Linked DNA regions of Capra hircus: region 1 is linked to region 2. Evidence: chromatin contacts called from public Hi-C data. All regions are on one chromosome and are shown on one strand. The core of a region is the stretch at or near the end of the contact, and the rest is flanking DNA. Distances in the headings are between cores, read along the strand shown. Region 1 overlaps ST3GAL4 (CMP-N-acetylneuraminate-beta-galactosamide-alpha-2,3-sialyltransferase 4). Region 2 holds the start of DCPS (m7GpppX diphosphatase).

Region 1 (3,297 bases), core at 654-3,153, 73 kb before region 2:
CACAGCTCTTTGTATAGGCAACCAGGGTGCTTCACTGGGCTTCCCTGGTGGCTCGTGGTAAAGAATCCGCCTGCCAGTGTAGGAGATGAGGGTTTGATCTCTGGGTTAGGAAGATCCCCTGGAGAAAGAAATGGCAGCCCACTCCAGTATTCTTGCCTGGGAAATCCCATGGACTAAGGAGCTTGTCAGGCTATATATAGTCCATGGGGTCAAAAAGAGTCAGACACAGCGACTAAACAACAAGGGTGCTTCGGTCCCAGGCCACAAGCTCTGTACGTCCACCTCCTAGTTCCTCCTAGTACCTGCAGGAGCATCTTTTTCTTGCAGAATCCCCACCCCTCTGCACAGGCTTCCCTCCTATACGAAGACCCCAGGCCCCCACTGTTAGCCTCAACAATCTCGCTCCTGCACCATTGGCTCAAACAGGCCCTCCTCTATGAAGTGTTTTCTGACAATTCTCGGCAATGTTTTTCTTTCCACACAATATTGTTTATGTCTTGATTTTAGCACCTATCAGATAGTAAAATTTTGTATTATATAATTACTATTTTCATGGCTTGCCCACTATCCTCTGACCTCTCCAATTATAAGCTTGTTTATACCAACAGTCTATGACAGCACGTAGCCTAAAGAAGATGCTTTATCACATAATATAATTTTATATTACACTGTTAAGTGTTTTCGTATCTTGCCCATGAGACTATGACCTCTGAGGTCCAGGCCAGCTTTATATCTTCAGTCTCTATTATAGTGCCTAGAACCTAGCAGATATTTTATCAGGATGGCCAAAAAGTTTGTTTGGGTTTTTCATAACATCTTCCAGAAAAACCCAAACGAACTTTTTAGCCAATCCAATATAAACATCTGACACACAAGTGATAAGATGAGATTTTAAAATGTATGACATCCCTTGTTTTTGCTGTTGTTTAGTCACTAAGTAGTGTCCAATCCTTTGGCTACCCCATGGGCTGTAACCACCAGGATTCTCTGTCCATGGGATTTTCCAGGCAAGAATACTGGAGTGGATTGCCATTTCCTCATCCAGAGGACCTTCCCAACCCAGGGCTGGAACCTGCATCTCCTAGGTCTCCTGCATTGGCAGGTGGATTCTTTACCACTGAGCCACCTGGGAAACCCCTGACATCTCTTATGATCCTGAAACGTATTCTGCACTCACTGTGTACAACACCAGGGGGCAGGTCCCAACCTCACTGCCATTGCTTTAGGGACCAAGTGAGTCATCGCCGTGGGGACTGTCCTGGGCACTGCAGGCTGGTTACCAGCACCTTTGACCTCTACCCACTAGGTGCCAGTGAGACTCCCACTCTCCAGTTCCAATACCCACAATGTCTCCAGACATTACTGAATGTGAAAGCTACACTGCAAGACTCTTTTTAAAGTATGATCTCAACCCTGTGAGTTAAACACTATTATTATCTCCACCCTGGAGATAGGGAAATGAGGTGCAGAAAGGGTCAGCAACTTGCCCAGGGTCACCGAGCTAGTGAGAAGCTGAGCTCCAGAGGCCACGCTCCTAACCCCTGCCCTCTACCACCCCTAAACCAGCTGGTGAAGATGCCAAGATCCTTGGAAAGCCCACCTGCAGCTCTTTGGAGCAACTCGAGGAAGTTGCCCTCCATTACATCAAAGTACTTCCAAGGCTTATGAGAGCTCGGAGGAGCCTCCCTCGCGCCTTCTCAGGCAGGCTTCCTAGTGAGACAGTCTCCAGCCCGCCCCCCACCCCCCAGCTTGTCCTCAATGTCCACAGCTGTGTTCATGGGATTACCATCCCCCCACATCTGGACACCAGACTTCCACAAACGCTGGCAAGGCCTGCGTTCAGTTTCTCACGGTCAGGCCACTTCACTGGCAGGGAATCAACAGCCCTTGGCTGGTAAGCCAGGTCTCCTGGCCCGTGAACTGGTGTGGCTACTCTGTGGAACCTTAGAGCAGGTCTGTGCTACATCTACTCGAAACACCTCACCTCGGGAATCTCCGGGCACGTCTCCAGCCCCGAGGTGTGTGAATCTCGAAGGTGCCACGTAAACCCACAGCGGTTCCTCAGCTTAAGAGTCCCCTGCTGTGATTCCAGGGGGCGGTGTGAGCTGGATGGTGACGTTTTTAATTTCCTAATTTTATTATGCCCGTGTTATAATAATATTTTCTATTATGCCAGAAATTTGCATCTAGCTTCCAGGTACAGCTATTTCTTTGCATTTTTTTCCTGAAGGTGGCCCAACGAGTATTTAAGTTACAGACATTCCCTAAATTATTATTTATCTGGGACAGATTGTGATTAAAGATAAAAAATGTCAAATCGCATATTTTCCAACAGACGCAAACTTGCAAGGCGTATTTTATTTCTTAACAAGGGCCTAGTGTGGACGATGACTTGAATGTAACTAATACAACTGGGAGGCAAGGCAAGGCGAGGACACAAGTCATTGATTCTTGCTCTGTTCTCTTCAGCCACTCCTGGGTGTGGTCCACTAACTGTAATTCTCTAGAATGACCAGTCATCTGAATCACCACTCCTCAGCTCAAAATCACCTCTACAGCTCCCGTCTACCCAGCGAGATAGGCCGAGCCCTTGCTCTGATCTGTAAGGATGCATGCGATCTCCTGGCCAGCACCTCTCTGCCCTCCTTCCCTGTTTTCCTCATTTACTCTGCTTCATTCACACAGGATTCACTGTTCTTGACTGGGCTGGGCCTACCCCCTGCTCTCGACCTTTGCACCAGCTGTTCCTTCAGCCTGGAATATTTTCCCCCAGACATAGGCTTGATACCTCCCCATTCAGCTTTCCACTCATCTTCTCCACCTCCCATTAAAAAAAAACCCCAACACCTGACATTTTAGATCCCTCTCCTCGACTGCCTAGCCTGGGTGGCACCAGTGATAAAGAACCCGCCTGCCAATGCAGGAGACATAAGAGGCATGGGTTTGATCCCTGGGTCAGGAAGATCCCCTGGAGGAGGAAATGGAAACCCACTCCAATATTCTTGCCTAGAGAATCCCATGGACAGGAGCCTGGTGGGCTACTGCCCACTGGGTTGCATAGAGTCAGACACGATGGAAGTGACTTTGTGCACCTGTACTCCCCGCCTGCAAAGAACTTCTGTTGTTTTGCTTGAGGCTGGATCAACCATGTCTGTAACAGTGACTGGCACTCAGCAGGCTCTAGATACAAATTTGTTGAATTTATCAATGGATCTAATTGTCAGGAACTTCACTGTCACAGAGCAGGCCGAGCGAGAGGGGAAGAGGCAGCGGTAATAGATCAGATGCCCACTCCAG
Region 2 (3,080 bases), core at 399-2,898:
TGGCCAATGAGACACAGAGATGGGCTCAGATGCCTCAGGTTCCCCCGAGCTCAAAAGGGAAAGCCCTTGCCAGGAGTTCTGGAGAACCCTCTGACGGCCTCCTCACTAGTTCCTGGGGTCGTCTTTGGTCTCTCCTGAGTCCCTGCTAGAAAGCTGAGCACACAGTATTTGAGCCAGCGGTGTCTGCCTACTGGAAGATACTGTGCATTTCTGGAGATCGAAGATGGTAATTCTCATCAGTGCTGGCCTGTCAGCTCATGATATGTAGAATTGGACCAGCAATTGAATAAACTGTCTCCCCTGTTGGGGTGGAGTCCTGTAGAGCAAGGATCAAACTTCCCACAGTCTCTATGTCACTGCCTGGGGCCTGGATGAACAAGACCATCCAGCAACATTTACTAGCTTCTGACAGAGGATGAGATGGTTGGATGGCATCACCAACTCCATGGACATGAGTTTGAGCAAGCTCTGGGAGTTGGTGATGGACAGGGAAGCCTGGTGAGCTGCAGTCCATGGGGTCCCAAAGAGCCTGACACCACTGAGCGACTGAACTGAATTACCACCTTACAGTAAAGAATCTGCCTGCAATGTAGGAGAGGTGGGTTCCATCCCTGGGTTGGGAAGATCCCCTGGAGAAGGGAATGGCAACCCACTCCAGTATTCTTGCCTGGAGAATCCCATGGATAGAGGAGCCTAGTGGGATACAGCCCATGGGGTCGCAGAGAGTCGGACAGAACTGAACGGCTAACACTTTCACGTTCACTAGCATCTTACAGGTTTAAAGAATGAACGATGAATGCTTAGGGACTTCAACATGTGGTTTTTAATCGGCAATACACTCTACTGGTGTTAGTTCTTTATTTTAGTAAAAGAGTAATCAGGAAATGTAGCCCTACGCGTGTTAATTCCCTTAGTTAATTTCACGGATAATCTTGTCCCTTCCACCAACCAACCCTCCGATGCATTTTAGTACACTCTGCCTCCCCCGACGCAGGAATGCGATTGGTATTTTCCGAAGAATCTATTAAAAAAAAAAAAAAATCCGCCTCCGAGGCGACGATTGGGTCACCCGCTTCCGTATCCCCTCCCCAGAAGTGCCTATTGGTACCTTCCCGTGCAGGAAAATGATTTTGTCCCGCGCAGACTCCCTCAGCACTTTTTTGACCCTAAAGCCGGAGAAAGGTAAGCGGACAGGGGCAGAAGTCCCATTCCCAACGCCCGCTTGCTCTCCCTCTGTGCTGGATGCCTCCGTCTCCTCGGCGTCCAGTTCGCGCTTTCTCTTGCTCTGAGGATGGGCTAGCTCCGCCATGCTGCCGGGCGGGAGGTGTGCGCCTGCGCAAACCCCACAAGCTCCTCCCACCTCCGACAGGGGTGACGACTACAACTCCCGACGTGCTTCGTGGCCAGAGCCGGGGGCTCTTCCGGCGCTAAGGAGCCTAGGAGCTCGGATTCCTGGGACCTGCTCCCATCCAGCGTTTTAATTCGGGTTTACTTGTCCTTGATGCCCTTGTGCTGGCCCGCCCTCGTGGAGGCCGGTGCTGAGTGAAGAGAGAAGGCAGTAGGTCTCTAGCTAGAGACACTGCCATGTAAAAATTCTATTTATAATTTCTCTGCAACATCTCTAAAGGGCCACCACCTCAATGAAAGGCCAACTACCTAGAAATTTTTTTAAAAGCTGTCCCACTGGAGGAAACAAAAAATAGGAAACTTATCTGCCTCAACATCTGGCTCTGGAGAGAAGGGGGGAAAACAAAAATCCTGAAAACTTGTAATCACAGGTCAATTTCCATTCAGGTTTAGAATTTAGATTTATACTGCCTACATGACCCAGGAATTCAAACTGAAAGATCTATTTCAGCCAGGTTTTTAGTCTTCACCTCTTGTTGCTGTTTAGTTGCTGCATTGTGTCCGACTGTTTGCAGCCCCAGGGACTGTAGCCCTCCAGGCTCTGTCCATGGGATTTTCTAGGCGAGAATACTGGAGTGGGTAGCCATTCCCTTCTCCAGGGGATCTTTCCCACCAAGGGATCAAACCCGTGTCTCCTGCATTAGCAGGCAGAATCACCAGGGAAGCTCACCAGTAACAGACAAAAAGTATAATTTAAAAATAACTGGTAGTTCCCTCTGCAGTCTCGCGGATCTGTCTCGCTTCAACAGTGCTTGGACGGAACAGACCCAGGGATGGCCCTCACTCCAGCCTCCGACCACCCTCCAGTCTTTTTTCCAGTGGCAGCCTTCAGAATCAGTCACTCAGCTGTCCATGATCACCAGGACCAGCCACCACCATTTTTGGAGCTTAACTCCTTATTACTGATCAACCGTGAGCTCCCAGATTGATCAGAGTTACACCACCGAGGTGGTGGCCGCTGTCAGTCACTTACACTGCGGGCCTTCTACACCTCCCTCTCTCTGGGCTTCTATTTGGACTGCAACATGGTGGCTCTGGAGGGTGTGGGCCACTTCTTTTGCAAATTGTCCAAGGAGAAGCGCGAGGGCCCTCAAGTATTTCTTGAAAGTGCCAAGCCAGCGCAGTGGCTGCACCCTCTTCCTGGAGGTGCAGAAGCTGTCTCAAGAGAAGTGGGGTAAAACCCAGGACGCTATTGAAGCTGCCCTTCTCCTGGAGACGAACCTAGAGCAGGCCATTTTGGCTCTGCATGGCCTGGGTTCTGCCCGTGCAGACCCCCACATCTGTGACTTCCTGGAGAACCACTCCCTAGATAAGGAGGTGAAACTCATCAAGAAGACAGGTAACCACCTGACCAACCTTCACAGGCTGGCTGGTCCCCAGGCAGGACTGGACGAATATCTCTTCAAAAGGCTAACCCTCAAGCAAGACTAGGAACCTCTGGAACCCAGGGGCCTTTTAGGAGCCCCCTAACATCAGGGCTTCTGCCTGAAGCCCGTCTCTACAGCCATTAGGCAGCTTTTTAACACCCTCTCTCAAGCTTTGGACCAAATGGAAAAAGTAAAGCTTTTTGCAGCACAAAATAAATAAAAATACCTTTTTCACTAGCAACAGGAAATATGACATGCTAAGGAATAAATCTCATAAAAAATGTGACTGACCAATATGGAAAAGAT

What was found. A called contact is a pair of places that touch in the nucleus more often than the background predicts.
Region 1: a Hi-C map of blood shows a contact between it and region 2, with 2.3 times the contacts expected there. The contact joins the enhancer-like site here to the promoter of DCPS in region 2. A contact is called at or near these places in 3 of 5 Hi-C or Micro-C datasets (all in blood).

What each region holds. Positions count from the first base shown.
Region 1 is chr29:29,059,412-29,062,708 of ARS1.2, reverse strand. All of the region lies in intron 1 of ST3GAL4 (CMP-N-acetylneuraminate-beta-galactosamide-alpha-2,3-sialyltransferase 4), which reads right to left. Among named protein-coding and RNA genes, the nearest start is that of ST3GAL4, 23 kb to the right of the region's middle. Within about 2 kb of position 1,903, at least 3 of the 5 cell types and tissues checked have an H3K27ac peak or open chromatin away from gene starts, as enhancers often do.
Region 2 is chr29:28,986,259-28,989,338 of ARS1.2, reverse strand. It overlaps DCPS (m7GpppX diphosphatase), which reads right to left and starts at 1,648. Exons shown (of 6, transcript XM_005699619.3): 1 at 1,109-1,648. The coding sequence starts at 1,309. It overlaps TIRAP (toll/interleukin-1 receptor domain-containing adapter protein), which reads right to left. Exons shown (of 7, transcript XR_001917499.1): 7 at 3,075-3,080. It also overlaps the pseudogene LOC102185067.